Regions from separate parts of the Mus musculus genome. Here all the other regions are linked to region 1. A link is a contact called in public promoter capture Hi-C data. All regions are on one chromosome and are shown on one strand. Each heading gives the region's core, a stretch centred on a gene start, on an enhancer-like site or on the middle of the called end of the contact. The rest is flanking DNA. Distances are from core to core; before and after follow the strand shown.

The links. Promoter capture Hi-C pulls out the DNA fragments that hold promoters and counts their contacts. Capture Hi-C pulls out chosen DNA fragments and counts their contacts.
Region 2: a promoter capture Hi-C map of liver shows a contact between it and region 1, with 3 times the contacts expected there. The contact joins the promoter of Rab10os here to the promoter of Fkbp1b in region 1. A contact is called at or near these places in 1 of 39 promoter capture datasets (liver), 1 of 484 Hi-C or Micro-C datasets (CD4 T cells), 1 of 115 datasets of contacts at active chromatin or transcription factors (pancreatic cancer cells) and 2 of 9 other capture datasets (adipose tissue and liver).
Region 3: a promoter capture Hi-C map of liver shows a contact between it and region 1, with 7 times the contacts expected there. The contact joins the promoter of Asxl2 here to the promoter of Fkbp1b in region 1. A contact is called at or near these places in 6 of 39 promoter capture datasets (the C10 cell line, HPC-7-derived erythroid cells, cranial neural crest and 2 more), 3 of 484 Hi-C or Micro-C datasets (B cells, Th1 cells and double positive thymocytes), 3 of 115 datasets of contacts at active chromatin or transcription factors (bone marrow-derived macrophages, double positive thymocytes and pancreatic cancer cells) and 2 of 9 other capture datasets (adipose tissue and liver).

The regions. Positions count from the first base shown.
Region 1 is chr12:4,839,686-4,843,699 of GRCm38.p6, reverse strand. It overlaps Fkbp1b (FK506 binding protein 1b), which reads left to right and starts at 2,127. Exons shown (of 4, transcript NM_016863.4): 1 at 2,127-2,301. The coding sequence starts at 2,265. It overlaps Wdcp (WD repeat and coiled coil containing), which reads right to left and starts at 397. Exons shown (of 4, transcript NM_001170858.1): 1 at 249-397.
Region 2 is chr12:3,233,726-3,237,739 of GRCm38.p6, reverse strand. It overlaps Rab10os (RAB10, member RAS oncogene family, opposite strand), which reads right to left and starts at 1,949. Exons shown (of 7, transcript NR_015551.1): 1 at 1,811-1,949; 2 at 328-455; 3 at 80-149.
Region 3 is chr12:3,424,904-3,428,917 of GRCm38.p6, reverse strand. Asxl2 (additional sex combs like 2, transcriptional regulator) reads right to left here and starts at 2,061. Exons shown (of 13, transcript NM_001270988.1): 1 at 1,706-2,061. The coding sequence starts at 1,762. 1110002L01Rik (RIKEN cDNA 1110002L01 gene) reads left to right here and starts at 2,171. Exons shown (of 3, transcript NR_030694.1): 1 at 2,171-2,417.

The DNA.
Region 1 (4,014 bases), core at 878-3,377:
GTTCGGTTTGTTCAAACATCTCAAAGTTCGTAGGCGACTTTAACTTACTACAAACAAGGCTATATTCCTTAAGCTCTATTACCAGAAGTATCACTCGTGTATCCCAAGGGCACTTGTTAAAACCCACACCGTGAGCTTGCTTCTACTGCAGCCTGGTCCTCTTCCAACTCTCCCTCAACTTCTCCCCACGCCTACATCCCTGGGCCTGAAGTGCCACCCACTTCACACACACACACACAACGAAATACCTTAGTCTTCTGCCTCCCCGTCCCACACGTAAAATCCCGGGGCCGCTCACGTCACAGGACCGGGAATCAGAAGTCCCGGGCACCTAACGGAAGCCTCGGCCTTTGGACCTCGGAGATGCCTCTAGACTATTGGCTATTGAGTGCGTCACGTTAGCGGCGGGTCCTTCCGATGGCCATTAAGCGCGGGCTTTGCCGCAAGTGTTTCTGGGAGTTGTAGTTCCCGCGAAATCACCGCCCGAAAATCTTCACAATACACCTCAAGTGCTTCAACCTCTTTTCCCACGCAGGTCTCAACTGTTCTCTTAGAAGTGGTTGGCAAGAGCCGGGCGTGGTGGCACACGCCTTTAATCCCAGCACTTGGGAGGCAGAGGCAGGCAGATTTCTGAGTTCTAGGCCAGCCTGGTCTACAGAGTGAGTTCCAGGACAGCCAGGGCTATACAGAGAAAAAAAAAATTGGTTGGCAAGAGGGAATCGGAATTCTACAGTCAACATGTGTAAAAAGTTAGTGTTTAGTTTAGAGGGGAGTCAAGAACTCCACATTTAAAAATCCCATAAAATATCACTCCCAAAATGTAAATACATCCGTTTACCTGAAGCCAGCCTCGTAGGCCTGCCCAAGTAGCAGATCTGTTCTACCCCGATCTCAAAGTACCTGCCCAAGGCCATAACCAGTAGGGGGGTGAGGGTCAGGGTTGGAGGGTGGGGTGTCTTAAGCTTTTTTGTTTGTTTGTTTGCCTTAAGCCCTGACGACTCTAGGGCACACACACGGGTTTTTTTCTGATCCTAACGTGCACAGTACCGTAAACCAGCTTTTCTGAGCACCAACTTTAGTCCTTGTATCCTGGCAAGCTAGTATCTGCGAGCTAGCCACTTGGAAGAGTGGAGATGGAGAAACTGAGGAAAATGCGTCAAGTTCCAGTTCTGGGCCTTTGAATAAATAGGTCCTTCTCCCATACTCACCTCCCATTGGCTCTTGTCAGAAACAAATTCAGATCTGTGCAACGGGTGTAGAAAAGATGGGGGTGGGGGGCATTTCTTAAAGTCTCCTTCAGCCTTCAAGCAAATGTTTTCTCCTCCCAATGTATCTTCCTAGGGGCCATGGACGTAACCTCTGTTAGCTTAGCGTGAGTGAACAGGCCCTGGCTTCCCTGGATTCAAGTCCCAGGACCAAGGAAGCGGAATTCGGATTGGGGAAGGACAAAAGTATCTTTTTAGATCCTGGTTTGGTTTGGGTAGAGGTAAAAGAATTCATTCATTCCTTCTATAGCATTCACCATTCAGGCTGTCGCTGTATCTTCAGCACAGAGCTGATCCTCCTTTAATTCAGTTGGAATCCCCAGGGAGCAGTCCTTTACCTTGAAAGGTGAGACCTCCAATACATATACCTGCTGTAAAACTTTGAGGAATGATGAATGTGGTCTTAAGGTGGTTGAGGAAAATTCGTCAATAATTGGTTTCTTCCCTTCGCCGGCTCTGCTCCAATAGATTCGGGAAGCCTAACCCGGGTAGGTATCAGTCTCGGGTGCTTCCGTTTTACTCTGAACCCCACGGCACTGAGCACACGTATTTAAAGAGTTAGTTTAATTACCGACTTTCTCCTAGTCTGTAGGATTGAGTGGACTCCCTGGGGCTTTGCACCCTGTAGGTGCTAAATAAATATACACTGAGTGGATAGATGTGTGGATGTGCTAGTGCCGGCACGCCTCGCTCACCCTGCCTCCCCTTTCAGCCAGTGGGTTAATGGTGGTTAGTCTGGCCAGGATCCGGAGCAGCCACGTCAGGGTCGCTTCCCTCGGGCTCCGCCCCGGCCGACCCCACCTTGTCGCACAGCTCCACCCCGCCGCCCCCTTCCCGGCGGCCCCTCCCCGCGCAGGTCCTGACTCCAGCCGCACCTCCTCCGGCTCTGCAGTGGCGGCAAGAAGGCGAGCGGGAGTGCCTGCGGGGTCCGCGCCAGAGCGGAGCCGGGGTCGGGGCAGCCGCGAGGACCCCCTTGGAGGCGGGGCCTGTGGGACCGTGATGGGCGTGGAGATCGAGACCATCTCCCCAGGAGACGGTACCGGGCGGCTGGGCCCGGGAGGAGGAGGGGTCCCGGGGCGGAGTCCGCGGGCTGGGATCTGATTCCGAGGTGGCTCCGGGGACCTGAAGCGGGGAGAGGGTCAAAGATGCGGGCGACAGGAGGAGACCTCCTTCCCCGATTCTTGTGGGTTTCAGAGGACAACGCACCATCCCATTCTGCGCCCGCTCACCTTGGGGAGTGAAGGCGGCCACCTTAGGGCAAGGGGGTTATGTCCAGCCACTGTCCTAGGCTGCGGCTGCTATCTCCTGAGCTGCAACCTCTCGATTAACCGCTGCTACTGACTTCCCAGGTTTGAATTTCTGTTCCGTTTTTCCTGTTCGGTTCCAGGGATGATCTCGCTTTGGGGGTTCCTGCTGTACAGAGAAACCCCTCCTATTGCACCACACCTCCCCGCCCCTCTTGTCTGGAGGCCCCCAGGGCTGGGCAGTGGTTAGTTGTGGAGAGAGCCAATTTGGGAGCCTGCCACTCCTTTGGCTGCTTCTGCTTCCTATTTCACCCTCCCGGTCCTACTCACCCTTCCTGGTCATCTGCCCTCTACCATGCCCTCCTCAGTCAAAACCCAGCCTTCGGACCTGCTGCTTGATCCTCCTGGGGGGTCCATGGTGCCGGGTCAGCCAGGTCAAAACAACTCGCGTTCCATAATTTGGTTCATCGCCCCACCCCACCCCCTCCTCCCAGTCTATCTATCTCTGGGTTCCCTGTCTCACCAAGTTTCCTCAACTATTTAGAAAACTGGGTGTATTCAACATATTCAAGGAGTAGCTATTTCTTAAGCAAAATTTAATCCAGACCAAAAGCCACCCCCAAGGTCCAGAGTGTTTAACAAGCAAACTTGCTGTTGGATATTATTGGCATGCTCCTTCGCAGGGAGTTAAAGGGCTTCTTGGTTACAAACCGAGGGCTTCCTGGAAGTACCCGATACTGCCCAGATCACTCCTTGCAGATACACGTTTCTTCCCAGGCCTTGTCACCCACACAGCCTCTGAGCTGTCTCCCCATCTTCGTTCTCCCCGCCTTCCATTTGACTTCCGTTCTCAGTCCCCTCATTTTTCTCACAGGTCCCCTAAAATGCAGAGCTTTAAGGGCCCCTCCCTCAGGAAGAAAATCATTAAAAGACTCTTCCCCCTACTTCTGCAAGCAGCTGCCCTCTTGGTGATTGCTAGGGCGGGAGGGATCCACACTGGCACTTCCTCTTTCGATACTTACTATCCATGCATCCACAACCAACTTCACCAAGCCACTTGTGAGTTGTTAAACAAACCACTCATTTAGCAGATATTTATGGAACGTGTACACTGTGTGCTGGACCTAGGGTTACAGGATGGAACCAATGGGCTCTCACTGTGACTGGACTCTAGGACCCTAAGGATTTGTGTGTTTCCTGGTGGAACCCTTGTGCTTGCTAGGCACCTGCTGTACATGAGCTACATCCCAACTCTGGATTCCAGGTTTCGAGCATGTCTTACAACTAATTCTATTTCCCAGGTCCCTTTACTTCTCCAGACAGACGCCCACCCATCTTTTAACAGCCAATTTAACTGTTTTCTGTGGGGCTTTCTCTGGCTTCCTTTGGTAGGCTCCTACAGTCCACTAACCGCTGACTGTGTTGTTATGTTCCCAAGCTCCTAATCCAGTCTCATAGCTTTCTATTCCACCCAGTTTGTTTATCCAGGGTTGGCTCTGCATCTG
Region 2 (4,014 bases), core at 700-3,199, 1.6 Mb after region 1:
CCCCACAAAGTAACGCTCCCCCCCGCCCCCCCCACTGCCAACATTGACCCTGTGAACCTGCCCACAACACTCTGCTCACCTCCGTGGATGCCCCAGGTGAAGATGGCTACCCTCATGATGACGCTGTGCTGCTCTGCTTCCTGCTCAGCCTGGGGGATGGGACGGGGTCACAGGGGTCAGGGTTCATCCAGGCCATGCCCACCAAACCACCATGCCCATCACTTCTTGACTATGCCCACCACTTCCAGTCCCACTTTTCACTTCCTGTTTTCTCCTATGATGTCACTTTCTGTTCTGCCTGCTCCGTCCCCAGAAGGCCCCACTCACCTGTACAGCACCCCCCATGGCGTCCTCCTGGTCCTTTGACTTCTCCAGGATCAGCCCCTCCAAGGCCTGTGGGTCAGTGGTGGGGTCATCACAAGGGGTGGAGTCAGGGGCGGGGTCAGTGAGGTCACCTGAATAGATTTGCACAAATTTGCATGACAGGAAGTAAGCAGGCAGGGCCTGAGGTGATGGGCGGGACAGGAAGTGGAGGGCATGGCCAGGCACAGTGGGCTTGGCTGGAAGTGTGCAATGGCGTTGGGAAGTGGGCGGGGATAAGATGAAAAGGGTCGAGGCCTGCAATGGGTGTGGAAGGGGCAGGGCCACACACCACCACAGGGTCAAGGTCTCTGGGTCTTCCTGGGGGAGGGACGGGTGGAGCTGGAAGTGACATCATACCAGACTTCCTGGCAGCCCCTCACAGAAGCCCCACCCACAAGTCAGAAATCCTGAAAATGACATCACTTCCAGTGGGCCTGGCCCCACCCACCATCCTGATGTCTTGCCCATAAAGCTCCCAAAAAGCAGGAAGTGACATCACTTGTGGTTGGTGTGGTGACCTCATTTCCCCGCTCCATCATCCCCAGAACCCACCCTCTTCTCCCAAACTCAGAACTGCAATCATGATGCCACTTACAGTGGGTATGGCCACCAACAGACCACGCCCATCTTCCTAAAAAGATGAAAGTAGCTACCCTGAGGCCCCTTCCCACTGACCTTTGTGCCCCCCCCCCCTCGCGGCAAAGTACTGGAGGCAGGGCCAGGTGGCCTTGCTCAGCATCTCGGGGAAGGCAGGATGGACGACCATGAAGGCCAGGCCCTGGGGTGGGGGGAAGGGGTGAATGGGTGGGGTCAGACACGCGTCAAGGCCCTGCCCACAATGACTCAATCACTCTTGGGCACACCCCCAGCCAGGACGTCAAGAGAATATATACAATATATACAAATGCGGGGGGGGGGGTGTCACAGGGTGATGACATCATCTGGACACGTGTCAATGGCAAGGAGGGAAACTGTGACATCATCTGAACTCAGGAAAAGCCATAACGTCATGCAGTTTTATGCAAATGCATGCAAATTTACATGACAAATACACGCAGAGTAAAGCCATAACATCGTTTATGTTTATGGAAATTTACTCAGGGGAGCTGTCATTATGCAAATTTATGCAAATTTTCATCATGCGAAACTGATGTCACATGAGCGTATGCAAATTCCCAACGTACACGATATGCTAATTTATACAGGTCAGGGGAGGTTATATAAACCTGGGTAGAACAAAACCAAGCAGCCATTCAAATTCACTCAAATTCATGCAAACGAGCAGCAATGAAACTTAGACCCCATGCAAATCTATGTCTCTTGCAGGAGCTTAGTTAAGACCCCGCCCCAGGCCCCTGTCACTCACGCTCAGCCACTCCCAGCCCTCGCTCAGGCTCCGTCCCTGGCCTGTCTGTCAGTGCCTCTTGGGAAAAAACAGGTCACTCACCTGAAGCTACGTCCACATGCCACTCCGCTAGTCGCTGTCAATCCCGTGGGGACCAAGTGTCACTCACGTGAAACCCCGCCGACATGTCTCGCACAGCGAACCCCAGGATCTCCTTCCGCCGCGAGGAGGCGCTCGCCAGGACGACGCGGTGCCAGCGCAGGCACGTGCGGGGTGATGTCACAGCGACATCTGGGCGGGGAGTGATGACGTCGAACGGGTCGCCTGTGGTTCTGCGGTTCGCCGAAAGGTCAGGAGCTGAACCGGTGACGTCGCTGGAGTCGCCGGGGATTGGGGCGGGGGGGGGGTAACGGTGGTTGCGGCGGGGAAACCGGAAATCGGTCGCGCTGCTCCGAAAGGGAAAACCGGGTTCGGCGAAGAGAGGAACTGCACATCCGCTGTTTGCTTGTCCGCTTCTGATCAGCGGAACCCGGAACTGGAAGTCTTCAATGTCACGCTGCCGCTCCGAGTTCTCGTGAGATTTACAATGCGGTAGAAGGACTCACTTCCTGTTGGAACGGAGGAACTTCCTGTCTGGAAGTTAGGGTTCAAGCATGCTGGGAGTTGCAGTTATTTCCTGCTTTAGGCATGACTTCCTGTTTGCCATAGGAAGTGACGCCACAGTAGCCCCGAGTTTCACTGGGAGGCACGCTGGGAGGTGTAGTTCCTACCTGTACATCTCCGGGTCTAACCTCCCAGGAACGTACCGTATTAATACGCTGCCCTGTCACCGGGTCGAAGCGCCCGCATGCCCGGCCTCCCCTCACCGTGGCCGCTTCACCGCAGGCAAATCCATATCCTTTGACACCAACCGGAGCGGATGCAGTAACCATCTCACCTGTGATGCAGTGACCATCCCAAGGGAGATGTAATGACTCTTACCTGAGATGCAGTAACCATCTCACCTGAGATGCAGTGACGATCCCAACTGTGATGCAGTGACCATCCCACATGAGATGTAGTGAGCATGCCACTTGAGATGTATTGACAGTGATTATCCTACCTGAGATACAGTGACCATCCACCTGAGATGCAGTGACCATCTCACCTTTGATGCAGTGAACATTCTACCTGAGTGATTCTTACATGAGATGCAGTGTCCATGCCACCTGAGATGTTGTAACCATTCCACCTAGGATGCAGTGACTATGCCATCTGAAATGTAGTGACCATCCCAGGTGAGATGGGATGATAATCCCACCTGTGATGCAGTTGACTATCCCACCTGAGATGTAGTGACCATCCCACCTGAGATGAAGTGACCACTTGAGATGTGATCGTCTCTCCTGAGATGAAGTCACCATCTTACCTGAGATACAGTGAAAATCCCACATGGGATGCAATGACTATCCAACCTGAGATGTAGAGAGTCGTCTTAACAGAAATGCAGTGACCATCCACCTAAGATTCAGTGACTATCCCACGTGTGAAGTTGTGACCATCCCAAGTGAGATGGGATGACAATCCCACTAGTGATGCAGTGACTGTCCCACCTGAGATGCAGTGACCATGCCACCTGAGATGTTGTGACTATCTCACGTGAGATACTATGACAATCCCACCTGTGATGCAGTGACCACCCCACCTGAGATGTAGTATCCATCCCTCCTGAGATGCAGTGACCATCTTACCTGAGATGCAGTGAACATCCCACATGGGATGCAGTGACCACCCCATCTGAGAGATGTAGTGAGTCTTACCAGAGAATCAGTGACCATCCCACTTGAGATGTTTTGACCATCCCACTTGGGATGCAATGACCATGCCACCTGAGATATAGTTACCATCCCACCTGTGATGCAGTGACTATCCCACCTGTGATGCAGTGACAATTCCAACTTTGATGCAGTGACCATTCCACCTGAGATGCAGTGACCATCCCATCTGTGATGTAGTGACCAGGTGTACTAGTAATTAGACACATTAGAATTCATTATAACTCTTTTTATTCAAAGAAAACAAGACATTTTCACTTAATTGATGTGAATTTCTAAATGCAATAAGGATCTTATTGTATGTTCTTTAGTTGTATACACTGCATTTCATTATCTTGATGTATTTTCATAAGCACATTATGAAGAAACCTGTACAAGGTGTTATAGCAGGAAGAAAAGTGATTTAACACAGAAAAGAGTTAATCTTGACTGCCTGAGAGTTCTACTCTGTGCTAGTAACAATAATAGTGTATTTTTTTAGTGTACAGGTGT
Region 3 (4,014 bases), core at 812-3,311, 1.4 Mb after region 1:
AAGAATGAACGGACTGAGTTATTTTCTTCATACTTTTCTAAATTTCTCCATGATGAACATTACTTTTGAATTCTGTAAGTCTCATTTAAAAAATAAACAAGGAGTCAGTCAGTGGTGGTTCATACTTTTAATCCCAGGACTTGGGAGGCAGAGGCAGGGGGATCTCTGAGGTCAAGCCCAGCCTGGTCTATAGCGTTTCAAGGCAGAGAAACCCTTTTTCAAAAAATAAATTAATAAACAAACAATCCAGGATTTTCGAGATTACTCAGTGGGTAACTGCGCTGGCCAGCAAGCCTGATAACCTGAGTTCGATCCTAAGAACCTACATCAACTCCTACAAGTTGTCCTATCACCTCTACATGCGTGCTCCATAGCCACGTACACACTCCATACATACATACACATACACATACACACCTTTTTAAAATTAATTAATTTAATGTATGCAAATACACTGTTGCTATCTTCAGACACACCAGAAGAGGGCATCCGATCCCATTACAGATGGTTGTGAGCCACCATGTGGTTGCTGGGAATTGAACTCAAGACCTCTGGAAGAGCAGTCAATGCTCTTAACCACTGAGCCATCTCTCCAGCCCCCACACACATCTTTTTAAAGAGAAAATAAAACGTATAATTCATAAAGGTTCAGTTATTAGAACCCACTATGTTGTCCACTATTAAAGAGGTTGAAATGCTACTAATGCTTGATGAAACTTCAATTTCTCCTTAAGGTTTCTTTTCTTCGTAAATACACGTTTTAAATTTTTCAAAACAATGTTTCTCACAAATACTCATTGCTAAATGACTTTTAAATTCCATATAACAAAATTGGAGTGAGGGGCACTAATCACAACTTCATTGGTCCGGTCCACTTTCACTTTAACTTAAAAAAGAAGAAAAGAAATGAAAAGAAAAGAAAAGAAAAGAAAAGAAAAGAAAAGAAAAGAAAAGAAAAGAAAAGAAAAGAAAAGAGGAGGGGAGGGGAGGAGAGAAAAGGAAAGGAAAGGAAAGGAAAGGAAAAAGGAAAGGAGAAAAAGAAAGCCAATAAACTACACGTCCCACCATGCATTGCAGCCTTACTCAGAGTAGGTCTCTACGGAAACAGAAAAAAAAATTCTGAGTCCCACCTGTTACTTCGTTTCTAAACACCTCCTGCACTTTCAGCTCTCACAGCAAACACAAAAGCCTCGTGACCTCACATTGGCTCCCGGAGCAAGATAAGCGGGGGCCCCGGTCTGGCAGCACCTCTGCCTCGACAGGAGAACGCCACCGAGCTCAAGCGCTCCCCTCTCCTTTCCGGGGCTGGAAGCACGCACAAACCGCCTCCTGTCTGCATCCAATCGGGGCTCTCCGAGGCGCACAAGGGAGAAGAACCGGTTACTGGGCAAGCACAACACACAGGGCCGAGACAAGGGGTAACAGTGTAGGGGCGACAGCGACATGACCCCGAAAGGCAACCTCACAACACCGAGGAGGTCCAGTCGTAGCCACCGCGAGAAGTCGCAGTCGCGCGACGGATTCCTCGCGCCGACGCCTCGGTCTCCTCACGGCTCTCCAACGCGCCCGTAACTGCCGCTCTCTGCGCGCGCTTTCCTGATCCTCAACCCGGTCGCGGGGCCAAGTGACCTCCCTTGCCTTGCGACGGGTGGCCGGCGAGAAAACGAACTCCTGCCAGCCTTTCTCTCTGCTCCCTCCTCCTTACCGTCTTGGCGGCCTCCGCCCAGGTCCTGCCCTTCTTCCTACGGCCCTTTTCCCTCATGTCGGTTCTGACTGACTGGGAGGCTTCCGTGCCCCGGCTCCGGCTGCGTTCCCTCGCCTGCTGCGCCCTGCACTGCTTTTCCCGCGGTGCCAGGAAAGGTGGGAGAAAGGGGAAGTCGGACCCGAGAAGCAACTCAGCGAGCAAGCGGCCGCGGAGGCGCGCAGTGGCGGGGGTAGGGGGCTCTACGGGGTGGCCGGTCCTGCTGCCGCTGCCACTGCTACCGCCGCTGCCATATTGGGTTCTTACTGTACAAGCAGCTTCTGTGGTCACGTGACCCCTGCCGCGCGGCCGTCACTACTGTACGCTGCAGGCCGCGCGAACGAGCGCGCACTTGCGCGCGCCCCCAGCCTCGGCGTCGGACCGGCAGGCTGCAGCAGTTAGCCACGCCCCTGCACTTCCGGTGTCTCCGCATCGAGCCCTTGCGCACGACGGAGGGCGGCCCATGGTCTGTGGGTCGGATGTCTGGCGGTCACACCCGCCGGGAAGATCTTCTGGCGGAAACAGAATCTGCTCCTTTCGGGAAAGGCTGATTGCGCGGTTACGTGCAGCGTGTGTTGAGGAGTGGCTCTGGAAACTTAAAGAGCCCGACGATCAAGTGATCTTGCCAACTACCGTTTTAATCAGCATGTTTTATTTTGTTGTGGTACAGGCTCAGGTAAGGCGGACCTTAAACTCCGAACTTCTGTCTCCCATTACTGGTAATTACAGGCATGCATCGTCTTGTCCTCAAGTTCATTTTTTACAAAGCTTATCTTTTTGAAGACGTACCGCGTGCAGTTCTTGTCTATTATTAATCTGATTAATAGATGAGACAGGTTAGATTGATTTACCAACTCTCTAGTATAGGATGTGAATATACCAAAAACTAAGTTGTTAGCTACCAAGCCTTGTCTCGCAAAGTAAATAGACCTTTTTTAGGCCAACAGAAACCACGTTTATGGCTCAGAGGATAAGTGCACTGACTATTCCGGAGGTTCTGAGTTTAATTCTCAGCAACCACATGGTGGCTCACAACCATGGGATCCGATGCCCTCTTCCGGTGTGTCAGCTACAGTGAAGACAGCTACAGTGTACTCATACATAAAATAAATATTTTTTAAAAAGGAGTTTAGAAATCGCATTGTGTTTTTACATGTGATTGGTATCATCAAAGAAGTATGTTTTATCTCCCTTGGCACAGAGCCTATATGTATCAGGAATCCGTTAAATATTTGTTGAATGGTTCAGCTATGTCTAGTCAAGAAACTATTCACTCTTCATAATGTCAGTAACACCCTCCTGAATATCCAGAACATTTTATCTCTGATTATCTGTTCTTGTAAACAACATAGAGGAGAATGCACAGCGGCTAGGGATGTGGCTCAATGCAAGCTCTCCGCCTCCCATGGGTACTGGGGATTGAGCCTGCAGGCTAGCATAAGCCTTCTACCACTCAGCTGTACTCCAGCCATTCTGTTGTTTTTACATAGGCAGCGTCCCCCTAAATTATCCAGACTGTTCTTGAATTCGTTCTGTAGCTTAGGCAAGTGTACACGGATTTCTATCTTCATGCACACCAGAAGAGGGCATCAGATCTCATTACAGATGGTTGTGAGTCACCATGTGGTTGCTGGGAATTGAACTCAGGACCTCTGGAAGAGCAGTCTGTGCTTTTAACCGCTGAGCCATCTTTCCAGCCCCCAGCTTCGGCAAGTTTTGACCTTGCAATCCAAATTATTCAGCCTCCATAGTACCGGGGATTGCAGGCCTTCACCATGAAGGCACATCTCTAGTGATAACCTGTTGTCTAGAATGTAGGCGCTCCCTAGATGGGTTTCAGCAGTTCATAGAACTCCTTACTATTGGCAATATTTTCTCTGTCAAAATATTTTCTGTGTCATGGTGCATCCTTGTCATCTAAGCACTAAGAAGATTAGAAGCTTGGGTTATCCATAAGGTCTGCTACAGAGCAAGTTCCAGGCTGTCCTTCAGACACTGTCTCAAAAAAGAACCATCAACAGTGTGTGTGTGTGTGTCTGTGTGATAAATGTGGATTCCTTTTTTTGCTTTTTAAAAGGCCTCTCACCGGGCAGTGGTGGCTCACGCCTTTTAATTCCAGCACTTGGGAGGCAGAGGCAGATGGATTTCTGAGTCCGAGGCCAGCCTGGTCTACAGAGTGAGTTCCAGGGCTGCCAGGGCTAAACAGAGAAACCCTATCTCTAAAAAACAAACAGAAACAAAAACAAAACAAAACAGAGTCTCTCTTTATAGCC